Regions from separate parts of the Ovis aries genome. Here region 1 is linked to region 2. The links are chromatin contacts, called in public Hi-C maps. All regions are on one chromosome and are shown on one strand. The core of a region is the stretch at or near the end of the contact, and the rest is flanking DNA. Distances in the headings are between cores, read along the strand shown.

Region 1 (7,453 bases), core at 1,831-4,330, 100 kb after region 2:
TTGGAAAGGAAGAAATGAAACTGTCTCCATTAATAGCCAACGTAATTGTCTATATGGAAAACTCTATTAAATCTACAAAAAAAAGTTCCTAAAACTAGTTAATGAATTTGGCAAAGTCACAGGATACAAAGTCATAATATAAAAATCAATTATATGTTGGACTTCCCTGGTAGTCCAATGGCTAACACTCTGAACTCCAGATGCAGGGGCCTTAGGTTCGATCCCTGGTCAGGGAACTAGATCCCACATGCTACAGTTAAGAGTGTGTATGCCGAAACTGAAGATCCTGCATGCCACAACTATTAATAAGACATGGCACAGCCTAAATAAATAAAATTGAAAAAAATTAATTATATGTCTATATACCGGCAATTGGAAAATTAATTTATTTTTTAAAATATTTATTTGGCTGCACCTTGTCTAAGTTGCAGCACTCTGGATCTTCAATCTTCATTGGGGCATGTAAGATCTTCTTAGTTGTGGTGTGTGGGATCTAGTTCCCTGACCAGGGATTGAACTCAGGCCCCCTGCATTGGGAGTGTGGGGTCTTAGCCACTGGACCACCAGGAAAGTCCCAACAAATTTAAGTAAATAATAATTTTCAGTTGCACCAAAATAATGAAAGTCTTAAGGATAAATACAACAAAATATATGATGGATCTTTATGCTGAAAAACACATCAGTGAAGGAAATCAAAGCAATACAACATGTTCATTGGTTGGAAGCCTCAATTTTGTTAAGACGTCAATAGTTCCCCAATTGACATACAGACTCAACACAATCCTAATCAAAATCCCAGCAGGAGTTTTTGTAAATATCAATAAGCTGATTTTAAAATTTATATGGAAAAGCAAATAAACTAGAAAGCTAAAACAATTTGGGGAAAGTAGAACAGTGGTGGAGAAATACCACTACATTGATAAATGTAGCATAGTCTAGCAAAAGGATAGATGCATAGATCGATAGAACAGAACAGGGAGTCCAGAAACAGACTGACACAAATCCAGTCAGTTGGTTTTTTTACAAAAGTGTGATGGGAAAGATTACCTTTTCAACAAATGATGCTAGAGTAACTGGACTTTCTTATATAAACGTGTGAACCTGACCTGTATCTTACACTTTCTATTTTTTAAATTTAATTGCGATGAATCTTGGACCTAAATGAAAACCTATGAGACTTTTAGAAGAAAGCAAGGGAGAAAAACCTTTGTCACTTTAGACAGAATTCTTAAATGCAAAATTAAAGTTCATTAAAGGAAAACTTGATAAATTGGACTATAGGGCTAAAGACACCATCAGTGTGATCAGGGCTTAAGGGTGGAAGACAGTTTGGACTACAAAGGGTTAATAGATGGGCCTTTTTTTAAAAAGATATTTTTATTTTATGTATTTATTAATTGGATGCATCACAAATTGGAATCAAGATTGCTGGGAGAAATCTCAACGACCTCAGATATTTCAGAAATCTCAACAATCTTCACTGAAGGACAGGGAAGCCTGGCATGCTGCCATCCATGGGATCAAAAAGAGCTAGACATGACTGAGCGGCTGAACAACAAATGTGGAATTCAGGTCTTAGTTCCCCAATCAGGGATCTAACCCGGGCCCCACTGCAGTGGAAGCTTGGTGTCTTAACCACTGGACCACCAGGGTAGTCCCAATACATGGACATTTTTAGGGAATGATGAACCATTTTGTATTTTTACTGTAGTGGTTGGTTTCATGACGGTACCTTTGTCAAAACTCACACAGCTATAAACCAAAAAGTCAACTGTACTGATAATAACTACAATTAAGTTGTATATATGGATACATATACATTTATTATAAGAATGGATGGATGTATATCTTTATGAATTTTTTAAGAAGATTTTCTCATGTTGCTTTCAAGGCACATCTAGCAGATTCTGTATTTGTATAATTATTTTTCTTGAGACCAAGATTTGTTGTTCAGTCGCTCAGTTGTGTCCGACTCTTTGTGACCCCATGGACTGCAGAACGCCAGGCTTCCTTGTCCTTTGCCACCTCCTGGAGCTTGCTCACTCATGTTCATTGAGTCAATGATGTTATGCAACCACCTCATACTCTGTAGGACTGCCTTAATCCTTGTTAACTTTCCATTTTTTCTTATTCCACAGAAGCTAAAGCTTCATCATTTGGAATTTATTCTTTTTAAAAAAATTTTTGTCTGAGAAGCATTGACCAGTGATCAATCTTAACTCCTTGACCGGTGATCATACCTATGCCCCTTGCATTGGAAGCATGGAATCTTAACCACTGGACTGCCAGGGAAGTCCCTAGAATGTATTCTTTTTGAGTTGCTTTTTAATCGCTCAGTTGTGTTCAACTCTTTGCAACCCCATGGACTGCAGCACTCCAGGCTTCCCTGTCCTCCACTATCTCCTGGAGTTTGCACAAATTCATGTCCATTGAGTCCATCCTACCATCTCATCCTCTGTCACCCGCTTCTCCTCCTGCCCTCAGTCTTTCCCAGCATCAGGGTCTTTTCCAATAACTCGGATCTTCACATCAGGTGGCCAAAGTATTGGAGCTTCAGCTTCACCATCCATCCCTCCAACGAGTATTCAGGGTTGATTTCTTTTAGAATTGACTGGTTTGATCTCCTTGCTGTCCGAGGGACTCTCAAGAGTCTTCTCCAACACCACAGTTCGAAAGCATCAATTCTTCGGTGCTCAGCCTTCTTTATGGCCCAACTCTCACATCCATACATGACTGCTGGAAAAACCATAGCTTTGACTATATGACCTTTGTCAGCAAAGTGATGTCTCTGCTTTTTGATACACTGTCTAGGTTTGTCATAGTTTTTCTTCCAAGAAGCAAGTGTCTTTGTCAAATTCCTAAAAAAGTAATTAGTTAATTAATTTCTTTAAAAAGAAAAAGTCCAACTCCTATTATTGGGGGCAATAAAATAAGATACTACCTGCCATGCCGTGTTAGCCAGGGCCCCTTATTGGGTTAACTGGCTGTCGTTGTGGATGGCAATGCGCAGGCGTCTGAGGGGCTGGGACACAGGACAGACGTACTTTGATGAAAGGAAAGGGAAAGAATGGGCTGCAACAGCGCAGTGAGTGATAGGGCACTAGAGGGCAGAGGTGGAAGGGGGCGCAGGCAGTAATCAGAGCAGAGACAGGAGCCTGCCAAGAGCGCACTGTGTTAACTTCACAGCTTTGCCTCCGGTTGGCTCTGGACTCAGGCCAGCCTCTTCCCTGAACTTTCATTCCATCTCTTCTGACTGTCCAGTCTCCACTCACATCTGTTCCAGAGTGTAACCAGATCCTCTTCCTCTGTCTCCGTTTATTCAACAAATATTTATCATAACTGACTCCAATAACACTCTCTTTTGTTTGCACTAAAGCCCTTTTATATCTACTTATCTCTTTTGACCTGTGGGGACAAGAATTAACCTTAATTTCCGAGGAAGAAAATAGAGTCTCAGAAAAGTTCAATCATTTCCTCAGAGTCACCCTTTTCAACAACCAAGGACGAGATGCGTTCCATTAGCTGTACTCTGCTGCCCCCTACTGGGCACATAGCATTAGGCCCAAGACAGGCATAGCTACTACAATTTGTGTTCGTATTTGTTAAATTAACAAAATTAAATTTGGATTTCCCCTGTGGCTCAGATGGTAAAGAATCCACCTGCAATGCCGTAGACCTTGGTTCTATCCCTGGATTGGGAAGATCCCCTGGAGGAGGGAAAGGCTACCCACTCCAGTATTCTGGCCCAGAGAATTGCATGGACCCAGGGTCGCAAACAGTCAACACGACTGAGCAAATTTCACTTTCATTTTGGAGAAGGGAAAGGCTACCCACTCCGGTATTCTGGCCTAGAGAATTCCATGGACTGTATAGTTCATGGGGTCGCAAAGTGTCAGACACTACTGGGCCACTTTCACTTTCTTTCTTTCAACAAATATTTATTGAGATCCTACCATGTGTCAGAAAAAAGGCAGGCATGGTCCTTGTGCTTTTGGAGATTATGACATAAGAGGGGAGAGACTTCCACAAATAATTATATAGTTACAATTTGAATAAGTATTATAAAGTATAAGGTGCTATATGAGGGTATAGAATGGAGGTATGTAGCCTAGTCTGGAGGCTTAGGGGAATCATGCATGAAGTGTAATTCATAGGAATAGGATGTTTATTGGCTATGGAGGAGGTTAAGGAGGTATCAAGGATGCCTTCCAGGCCTCTTGCATGAACTAGGCCGATGCAATACTGTGACTCAGTTGAGGAAGCTTAGCAGAAGATGATATTCTTAATAGGACAAACATGAGTTTGGTTGTTGGGTTTTTTTAACATGAATTCTGTGGGACCTTCAGGTATAAATGTGTAATAAGCAACAGGATTTAGGAATTTGGGGACAAGATCTTAGGCTAGAATAAGAAATCTGGGAGTTGTTGGGATGCAGCTGGTATGGAAAATTGTGGTTAAAGGATGAAATCTCTTAGTAAGAAAAGAGCAGAAAGAGGAGGGGAAGTGGGTTTAGGGGCTGGATTATGGGTCTGCAGAATATTACTCAGTGCCCACTGGAATTCCCTCAAAGTCTTGCTTTTAAGCGAAAGCAACAGAGAAAGACTTGTCAGCACAAATTGCTAGGAATACAAATAACCAAAGGCAACAAGAAACAGAAACGAAACGGAAAGAGAAGAGGGATTATAACTGAAGTGCAAGACTCCTGAATTGAAAAGGTCAAGTGGAAGAGATGGTCCTAGAAAAGGAAACTTAAGGTGAAGGGTAGAGGTAGAAAGGTAAATCAGAGTATGATGGTGCAAAAGCCCTGGGAAGAATGCATTTTAAGAGGGAGACTGCCAACTGCACTGGAAGTTATGAGGAAATCAAGTGAAAATTAAATAAATAAGTTTTTTAAAAAGGAAATCATGTAAGGACTTCCCTGGTGGTCTAGTGGTTAAGAATCCATCTTCCAGTGTAGGGGACACAGGTTCAATCCCTGGTCCAGGAGGATTTCACATGCCACGGGGCAGCTAAGTCTGTGTGCCACAACTACGGAAGCTCAAGCACCATAGGGCTCATGCTCTGCAACAAGAGAAGCCCCTGCAAAGAGAAGCCTGCGCACCTCAAGGCAACTAGAGAGTACTCCTCACTTGCTGCAACTAGAAAAAGCCTGCATGCAGCAACAAAGACCCAGAGAAGCCCAAACTAAATATATTAGTTAATTATTTTTTAAAAAGAAATCAAGTAAAAATTATTTACCTGACCCTCCTGATAAAATTGAAGTCCAGTTGCAGAGGCCCAGAGATTGAGAAGACCAGGCCAGGACCTCCTAGGAAACCCTCCAGAGGCTACCATAATGTGTTGTTTTGAACCGATGGTCTTCATACAATTTCTTTTCCACATACCACTCAACATGATTTTGATAAATGATGTCCCCTATAATGAAAAGATATTTCCCTGATAACTGTCAACAAAATGAGAAGGCAGCCTACTGAGTGGTAAAAGATAGTTGCAAACGATATATCTGGTAAGGGGTTAATAACCAGAATGTAACGAGAACTCATACAACTCAACATCAAAAAAATAAACAATCCAAGTGAAAAATGAACAGGGGACCCAAACAGATGTTTTTCTGAAGAAGACACGTGGATGACCAACAGACACATGAAAAGATACTCAGCATCACTAATTATTGGGAAATACAAATCAAAACCACAATGAGATATTACCTCCCACCTATCAGAATGGCTATCATCAACAAGACAACAAATAAATGTTGATGAGAAAGTGGAGAGAAGGGAATCTTCATGAACTATCGGTAGGAGTGAAATTGGTCCAGCCGCTACAGAAAACAGGATGGAGGTTCTTCAAAAAATTAAAGCTAGAACTACCATGTGACCTGGCAATTTCATTTCTAGGTACTTTTGTGGGGGGAGAAAAAACCCATAAATTAAAAAAGATATACATCCCAATGCTCATAGCAGCATTATTTACAATAGCCAAGATATGGAAGCAACCTAAATATCCATTGACAAATGAACGTTTGAAGAAGATATGGTGTATATATACAATGGAATATTTCTCAGCCGTCAAAAGAATGAAATCTTGCCATTGGCGACAACATGGATAGATAAACCTACAGGGTATTATTCTAAGTGAGTTGTCAGACAGAGAAAGACGAATACCATATGATTTATTTATATATGGAATCTAAAAAACAAAACAAATGGACAAACATAACAAAACAGAAATAGACTCATAGATACAGAGAACAAACAGGTGGTTGCCAGAGAGGAGGGAATATGGTGAGGAAGATTAAGTACAAACTTCCAGTTACGAAATAAATGAGTCACAGAGATGAAATGCACAGCATAAGGAACATAGTAACACTGTTATAACTTTGTATGGTGACAGATAGTACTAGACTTATTGTGGTGACTACTTTGTAATATATAGAAATATCAATCGCTATATTGTATACTGAAACTAATAGGGTTATAGGTCATTACACTAATACTTAAAAAGAAAAGATCTTTCTCAGAAACTGATACTCAGGGAAATGCTGCCCCCTTGTCACTTCCAGGATTTTTTGTTGCCCCAGGCAATAAATGTATTTTTAATTGCCCCAGGCAATTGGTACCACAGTAAGATTCAGATTGGCCCAGGATATGCCTTTCTTATGAAGGCTAGCAGAACTACAATTATGAAGCAAAAGCCAGCTTGAAGCCTCTAGCCCAGAACTTTCTCTGGTAGAATATATACAGAAGTAGAGGATCTGGAAATAAATTCCCTTAAAAATGATGAGTACTTGAGAACCCCATAGGAAGTCCCTATAGCATAGGGGTATCACATACCTCCATTTGAAAGCCAGTGTTACAAAGGATTAAAGGCAATCTGAAACTACTGCCTGGTTCCTGGAACTGACTGATGGGGTCAGTTGGACCTGGTGAAATCAAACCCCTATTTTTAAATGCCTGAAGGGTATAAAAGGAGATGCAGAGATAGGGGTGGGTGACTTGGGGGGGTCCTCCAAAGACTTTCAGTTCCTCCAAAGGCTTCAAGCCCCTTCTTCCCCTTCAGGGGACCATTTGAAACTATCATGGCTCTTAGAATCAAAAGCCAGTCATCGGGGCCTGCTGACCTCAGTGAAATTAGAATCTAATCTGATTTAGCAACATAAAGGCAAAATATAAGCGTGAAACCATATGACTGATAATTTAACACACACCCCCAACTTATCCACTCCTATTCATTCATTCCTCACCTCCTATGTCCAGGCAATGTATGAAGTTCCAGGGTTATGCAAACAAGCATAAGCCAAACCTTTGAGAAGCTTAGAGGGAGAGATTTTGAAACAAATAATCATAATACACTGTGTTAAAGAGTTAATAAAACAGGGACTTCCCTGGATGTGCAGTAGTGAAGACTCAGCGCTTCCAATTCAGGGGGCACAAGTCCCACCTGCAGCCAAAAA
Region 2 (7,742 bases), core at 2,649-5,148:
GGATGCCATAACCCAGCCTATCATTAGATTTCCAAACTGAAGTGGTATCTCTACGTGTGGTGGGTCATGACCTGTTGAGTTGCCTTGCCTAGTCTACCCCTTTCCCACAATTCCCACTGACCATGGAGGGTCCTGTGCACCCCAGGGAAGGAAACTGGATTTGATACCAACTGCCATGGGATGCCACTGGAGGGTTTTAGGCAAGGGATTATAAGACCTGACTTGTTTTGGGGATCAAATGTGCTGATAAATCTGGACAGGCTCTGTAAACACTAAAGCATCATACCAGCGTATTTTATTACCCCGACAGAGGGCAAACTGAAAGGGGGAGATGAGAATAAGGCACACTAAAATCCCAATAGGACAGGCCCACTTTAAATCATTCAGCCCGGAGTCTTCTCCCAGGCTCCTCTTAAGCTCCATTTGGGACCTGAGGAAGATCAGATTTGGTGGGCTGTATTTGCCATATTAAGTTTTTGAGGTGCCCATTAGATGTCTGTGGAGATGCTGAGAAAGTATTTGGATATATCCAACTGGAACTAAAGGGGGGAACCAAGATGGAAATACAGATTTAGGATCTATCAGAATATAGTTTTGCTAAAAACAATACTTGCTAATCTTTATAGCATGCCTACTATATTTTAGACACTACTTTAAGTGCTTTACATGTATAAATGCTCTTGGTCCTTACCACAGCCTTACCAAGCTAGAACCCATGATTATCTCTATTTTATAAATGAAGAAACTGAGGCAAAAAGAAATTAAACTACTTGTTCAAAGACACACAGCAAGTATGCACCAGAGCTGGGATTCAAATCTAAGTAATCTGACTCCAGAACTCTTTAAAGCCATGGGACTGTGTGGGATATACCAAGAAACAGCACTGAGAAAGACAAAGCCCTCAGATACAGTATTTCAAGTCAAACAATTTCCTGAGTCCTGAGGATCAAATGACTGGTGCTGTTTCAGGCTCTGCAGACACATAAAAAAATAAAACACAGTCTTTCAAGAGGCCCAGTCTCAGATCTATGAGCTGATGACAACGATTTACTGAGCACCTACTATATGCCCTATACTGGGCAAGCTTTTTAGATACATTATTCTACTAACTTCTCCCCCAACAGCACTAAGAAGATGTTACCACTGCCATTTTAGAAAGAATGAAACTGAGGTTAAGAGAGGTTATATAATATAACCTACCAATAAATGACAGAACTAGGCTTCAATACAGGTCCATCTTACTTCAAAATCTGGTTTTTCCCAAGGAGTTCCTGTTACATGCTACAACACGGATGAACCTTGAAGACATTGTACTAAGTTAAATAAGCCAGGCACAAAAAGACAAACAATGCATGATTCCACTTATATGAGGTATTTAAAATAATCAAATTCATGGAAACAGAAAGTAGTAGAATGGTGGTTACCAGGGGCTGTGAGAAGGGGAAAAGAGTAGTTTAATGGCTCAAGTTTCAGATTTACAAGATGAAAAAATTCTGGAGATCTGCTTCACAACAATGTGACTACTTACTGACTGCACACTTAAAAATGAATGAGTTGGTAAACTTTACATTATGTGTTTAAAACGCAAAGAAGAAAATTTTAACCTGGTCTTTCCAAGTATTCCACAGGCCATAAGAGAATATACTCACTGTGTCATGGAAATACCTGTGAGGAAATCATTCACTCTGCAATGTGGGGGGAGGAAAAAGAGTGAAACAAGGACGAGATCAAAGAAAGCTACTAAGAAGGGACACATATGAAAGATGAAGATCCCCACTTGATCCTCACTATAGTTTTGGAAAGGAACCTCAGCCTCAACTTCTGATATAGCTCCCACACCTGTCTGTATACAACTTGATTACCATACTAATGGTCATAATTAATGTGGTAATCAATTATTACCACAGACTATAAATGGGGCTCAAGAACATTCCAGCACCTTCTATCCGATGAGTTCCTCCAGTCTCCTTCCACTCCAAGCCATCCAGCATTGGGTACAAATATGTGTAAAGAACTTAATTCTCTTTCATTCATTGAGTTAAAGAACTTTGGTGGTTCTCTATTGCTCTCAGAACACAGAAGATTATCAAGAAGAGTGCTTGGGAGCAAATTGCCTAATCTTTCTGAGCCTAAGTTTCTTCATCTGTGTTAAGAGATGAGTCCTGACACTTGATTCAAAAGACTTGAGAATGAAATAAAGACACAGTATAACTTGCACAATGCTTGATCCAAAGTATGTACTCAGTAAAGGTGAGTTGAGTTCCCTTTCTGCCCACTCCTACCTACTCAGGTCAGTAAGAGTCTTTGGGTTAAAGGACAGAGCAAGTATTTCCAGGATCTTAAGGCAGATAGAGAAGAATGCAAAGGGAAAAAAGTTGCTCATCTATGGTTATCTTATGGCAAGGAAAATACTGCTCACCCAGAACTGCTTCTTCATCTGTAACCCTATACAAACACACACACACACATATATGTGTATATATATATATATGTCCTTTTAACCATATAATATTAAAATGGCTCAAAACTAAGTTACTATGAAAAATCTCACTCTCATTCTCTCCCTCATCTACCCAATTCCCACTCCACCAACCACTTTATTAGTTTCCTGTACATACTTAAAAGTTTCTTTATGCAAAAGCTGTCCTTAAGTTAAGCTAATGTTTTACAGGAGTGTTTACAAGGTAACTTCTGGGAACAAGGTGAGGGGGAAGGGGAGGAGCAAGCAACCTTGGTCTTACTCATCCTGATTTACTCTAAAGCAGTGTCCTTCATTCATTAAAAAAAAAAAAAAAACTAATCATATAATAGCCACGTAGAGTAAGCTAGATAACAAGTACTGCATTAGTATTAACTGATTACTCTTCAGCTTTTTACTATGCACCAGAAATGCATTTAACGCTTTACACAATTGTCTTTGATCCTCACAACACCTTAACAGGTTGGTTACTAATTATCATCTTCATTTTACAAATGAGGAAACTGAGGCACAGAAAGGTAAACTTGCCCAATCAAGAGACAGCAGGGTTCTGAATCCAGGCCTGACTCCTGGAACCCTAGCTGTTAACCATGACGCTTTACACACGCAACACAGATACAGTCCCTGCACCCGTTGGAGCTCAGCCGAATGTAAGATACAGGCGAGAAAAAGAGAAGACAACAAAGAAATATGTAATTAGAGACTAAGAAAGTGATGTGAACCAAATGAATTCTGGGCTGTAACTGAATAACAATGGGGACCTACTTTAGAAGCGGGGGAGGGGTTATGTCAAGGAAAGGCCTCCGAGAGAATGACATTTATGATGACCTGGGAACCGTTTGGTGGCTGCAATGATGACCCACCGCCCAGTTCAACGCGGAGAAACTCGTGGCCCGTAGAGGCTAAAGCAAACTCGCCCAGGGTCCCCCAGACGTGCAGACGTGGCGCAAGGAAGGGAGGATCCAGGAGCTGGGCCCAGGACTCGTACACGCCATCAGTGCCCGATGCAGCCCAGCCCGGCTCGGTCCCTAACCCGGGGCCTCTAGCCCGCCGCTGCCCACTGCCCCGCCGCGGCTGACAGCGTCGGGACAGCCTTCAGAGAGGCCCAGCGACCGGCCAAGAGGGGTCAGGCCCGTACTGCGGCGGCCTGGAAAGGCCTCTTCCCCGGCCCCCCGCCAGCTCCCGCCCGGTCCACCCCGCCCCGCCCCTCCGGGCCGGCTTCATACCTGCACGGCCCGGGCCAGGCCCCGGCCGGTCAGCTGGCCCTGCCGCAGCTGCAGCAGAATGTTACCCGGCCGCGGCCGGCCGCCCCATCCGCCCCAAGCCGCCACCGTTGCCGCCGCCCGTCGCCCTCGGCCGGCCCCAGACCCAGCAGCCGCCGGCGCCGCCGCCATGTCTCCTCGTCCTACAAACAGGAAGCAAGCGGCCCCGGGGCCGCGGAGATTTCTACGGGGCGGCAGAGGGGTCGCCGCAGCGCCCCCAGTGGGCCGACGGCGGAGGCGCAGGCCGCGTGGCAGGGGCTGTGCGTGCCGCGGGGGCTGCTGGGAAATGTAGTCTTGCTCCCAAGCGGGCAGATGAGAGAGAGGCGTTTCTTGCGCCACTTGTCCTTTGGGCCCCTCGGTCCAGCATTTCACTGAGGTCCCTCCAGGTCGAAGACAAGTCCCTGCGTGCGCAGTCTCCCATTTCTTGCCAATTTGGGGAGGTTAGAGTCAAATGACTAGGAAAAGGTCTTGGGTTCCAGACCAGGAATCAGGCCGCCTGTTCTGATTCCCACCTGCTTCTTTCTGCTGAGACTCGCCACGGACCTCCCCGAGCCTCATTTTCCCGAGTTCATTCAATCGGTAGTTCCTGGGAGCCTATTCAGCCAATACATAGTTCCTTGGAGCCAGCTCTGCGCCCAGCACCGAGCGGTCCCTGGAAAAGCAGTGGTGAGCAGAGAAGATAACTAGGTCCCTGTTTTGGAATGCGAGTTACAGGGGAAGACAGCACATCCCTACTCAGACGCACAGTAGGGTAAGTTGTGTAACTTGGTAGGTTGCTGTGAAGTTAAATGAAATAAGGGAAGGGGAAATGGTTGGTAAATTGTGACATCATATTCACTGTCAGAGGAAACCTGACCTGATTTCTCCCCACCAGGATGTTCTTACTCTACTCTGAGCCCAAATAATCATGCTTTGGGCAAACTTCTGTGGTAGGATCGTGGCGTCTCCTTTTCTTTTTTCGTTCTGGGAGGGGGTCTTGTATTAATAACATAAATGAAAGAGGAATGCTGGGTGTGGTGCAATAAGGAATGGTAGAGATTGTAACTCATAATTTATTGCCCAAACCAGAACATTTTTGAGAATGAAAGAGTGCTATTAATTACAACAGGACAGTAAGCATATAAAGCGGCTGTTTCTGGTAACCTGGGATTGTGGTCATCATCCTCATTCCCATCTGCAGGGAGTGGGCTCTACTCGCCTCCAGCAGGTTGTTGCTGAATTGTCTGGTTTTTTCCAGAAAGGCCAAAAGTCTGAATTTTTATGTGAAATTACCCAATTTTGAAAACCCCATGGGCCAAATAAAACCCTATTTGTGACCCCTGAAACAAGGAGATCAAGATCAGATTCAGGTATGCATGGAAACTTAACATGTGGTAAGGGAGACATTTCAAATCAATGGGGAAAGAAAAAAAAAAAAAAGTTAGGTGTTGAACTTTACACCAAAAGCTAAAATGAATCTCAGACATACTAAAAGCTGTATGTAACAAAATCAAAGTACAGTTTTAAAGCTGGATTGTGCTAATGGTTATACAACCATAAGTTGGCTACAAATCATTAGACTCAAAGTGGGTGAGTTTTATTGTATGTAAATTATACCTCATAAACTTATGAAATGTAAATTATATATGTTAAAAATCAAAGTATAAAAACAGTAGAAGTGAATCTATGGGACTACTTTTATGATTTGGGGGTATGAAAGTTCTTCTCAATCATATAGCCCAGAAGTCATGAAGAGGAAAAGATTGACAAGTTTGACCGTAACAATATTAAAGCCTTCTGTATAAGACACTGTAGTGTTAGTTGCTCGTTCATGTCCAACTCTTTTCGACCCTTTGGACTGTAGCCTGCCAGGCTCCTCTGTCCATGGGATTCTCCAGGCAAGCATACTGGAGTGGGTTGCCATTTCCTTCTCCAGGGGATCTTCCCACCCTGGGGATTGAGCTTAGGTTTCTCACATTGCAGACAGATTCTTTACTGTCTGAGCCACCAGGGAAGCCCCATAAGACAGCAGGCTGCTGCTGATAAGTTGCTTCAGTCGTGTCCAACTCTGTGCGACCCCATAGATGGCAGCCCACCAGGCTCCGCCGTCCCTGGGATTCTCCAAGCAAGAATGCTGGAGTGGGTTGCCATTTCCTTCTCCAGTGCATGAAAGTGAAAGGTGAAAGTGAAGTCACTCGGTCGTGTCCAACTCTTCGCGATCCCATGGACTGCAGCCCACCAGGCTCCCCTGTCCATGGGATTCTCCAGGCAAGAGTACTGGAGAGGGTTGCCATTGCCTTCTCCGTAAGACAGCATAAACAACCATAAAAGGTAAGGGAATATTTTGGGAAACAGTCAGTATCCAGAATGTGTGAGAAACTTACAGTGTGCTCTCAGCCAAAACTTCTCATCCCCTGGAAGCTTTCTTAATGGCTTGCTTTCTCATGTACTCCAGGTTTCTATTCAAGGAGAGACCTTCCCTACCATCCATATAAAAACAGCCCTCGCACTCCTTACTTACGCTCTCCATCTTATTACCTGCTTTGTTTGACCTAACATGGTTTTTCACTTTCTGCACCCCTCCCCCTGCCTAGAGGATAATTCGGGTCTTTGCTCATTGCTGCATTTATATCCCCAGCACATAGAACTTGATACATAGTAGGTGATCAAATATGTTTATTGGCTCAGTAAATTAATGAACAGATGCATTCTTCAGTTCAGTTCAGTCGCTCAGTCATGTCTGACTCTTTGCGATCCCATGAACCGCAGCACACCAGGCCTCAGGCCTCCCTGTCCATCATGAACTCCCAGAGTCCGCCCAAACCCATGTCCATTGAGTTGGTGATGCCATCCAACCATCTTATCCTCTGTCATTCCCTTCTCCTCCTGCCTTCAATCTTTCCCAGCATCAGGGTCTTTTCCAGTGAGTCAGCTCTTCACATCAGGTGGCCAAAGTATTGGAGCTTCAGCTTCAACATCAGTCCTTCCAGTGAAAACCCAGGACTGATCTCCTTTAGGATGAACTGGTTGGGTCTCCTTGCAGTCCAAGCGACTCTCAAGAGTCTTCTCCAACATCACAGTTCAAAAGCATCAATTCTTCAGCACTCAGCTTTCTTTATAGTCCAACTCTCACATCCATACATGACCACAGGAAAAACCATAGCCTTAACTAGGTGGACCTTTGTTGGCAAAGTAATGTCTCTGTTTTTCAATATGCTATCTAGGTTGGTCATAACTTTCCTTTCAAGCAGTAAGCGTCTTTTAATTTCATGGCTGCAATCACCATCTGCAGTGATTTTGGAGCCCAGAAAAATAAAGTCAGCCATTTTTTCCACTGTTTCCCCATCTATTTGCCATGAAGTGATAGGACCGGATGCCATGATCTTCGTTTTCTTAATGTTGAGCTTTAAGCCAACTTTTTCACTCTCCTCTTTCAATTTTATCAAGAGGCTTTTTAGTTCCTCTTCACTTTCTGCCATAAGGGTGGTGTCATCTGCATATCTGAGGTTATTGATATTTCTCCCAGCAATCTTGATTCCAGCTTGTGCTTCCTCTAGCCCAGCTTTTCTCATGATGTACTCTGCATATAAGTTAAATAAGTAGGATGACAATATACAGCCTTGACGCACTCCTTTTCCTATCTGGAACCAGTCTGTTGTTCCATGCCCAGTTCTAACTGTTGCTTTCTGACTTATTGGCTCAGTAAATTAATGAACAGATGCGTTAACACCTACAAAAATCAAGGAAAACCAAACAACCCAATAGGTATGGTGGACTAGACTGTCTCATCTTTGTCACAACTGGGAGACAGGATCCTGACAGATCTTACAGTTCAAATGGCCCTTCAGGTTTCCCTTGGCACTCATCATGCTGAAGGCAAGTCTTCCCATCTCAGCTGTGACCCAACCACAAATGTCACTGTCCGTTCCTAAATTTGTACGTTCCTCAACCCAGCCTGGCCCAGGCATTCCCCAAATCTGTCTATTCACTGAGTCAAAAATGATCACTTCAAGTTCAGTCCC

What was found. A called contact is a pair of places that touch in the nucleus more often than the background predicts.
Region 1: a contact with region 2 is called in a Hi-C map of tail adipose tissue, with 9 times the contacts expected there. The contact joins the enhancer-like site here to the promoter of TRPC4AP in region 2. A contact is called at or near these places in 12 of 16 Hi-C or Micro-C datasets (blood, hypothalamus, liver and 5 more).

What each region holds. Positions count from the first base shown.
Region 1 is chr13:64,464,136-64,471,588 of ARS-UI_Ramb_v3.0, forward strand. It overlaps PROCR (protein C receptor), which reads left to right. Exons shown (of 4, transcript XM_042230086.2): 4 at 1-7,453. Among named protein-coding and RNA genes, the nearest start is that of MMP24, 12 kb to the right of the region's middle. Within about 2 kb of position 3,081, at least 8 of the 54 cell types and tissues checked have an H3K27ac peak or open chromatin away from gene starts, as enhancers often do. A contact at or near this core is called in liver and tail adipose tissue, where this site is marked.
Region 2 is chr13:64,360,375-64,368,116 of ARS-UI_Ramb_v3.0, forward strand. TRPC4AP (transient receptor potential cation channel subfamily C member 4 associated protein) reads right to left here and starts at 3,899. Exons shown (of 19, transcript XM_004014517.5): 1 at 3,706-3,899. The coding sequence starts at 3,873. LOC121816212 (a long non-coding RNA gene) reads left to right here and starts at 4,032. Exons shown (of 3, transcript XR_009596102.1): 1 at 4,032-4,492; 2 at 5,805-6,051.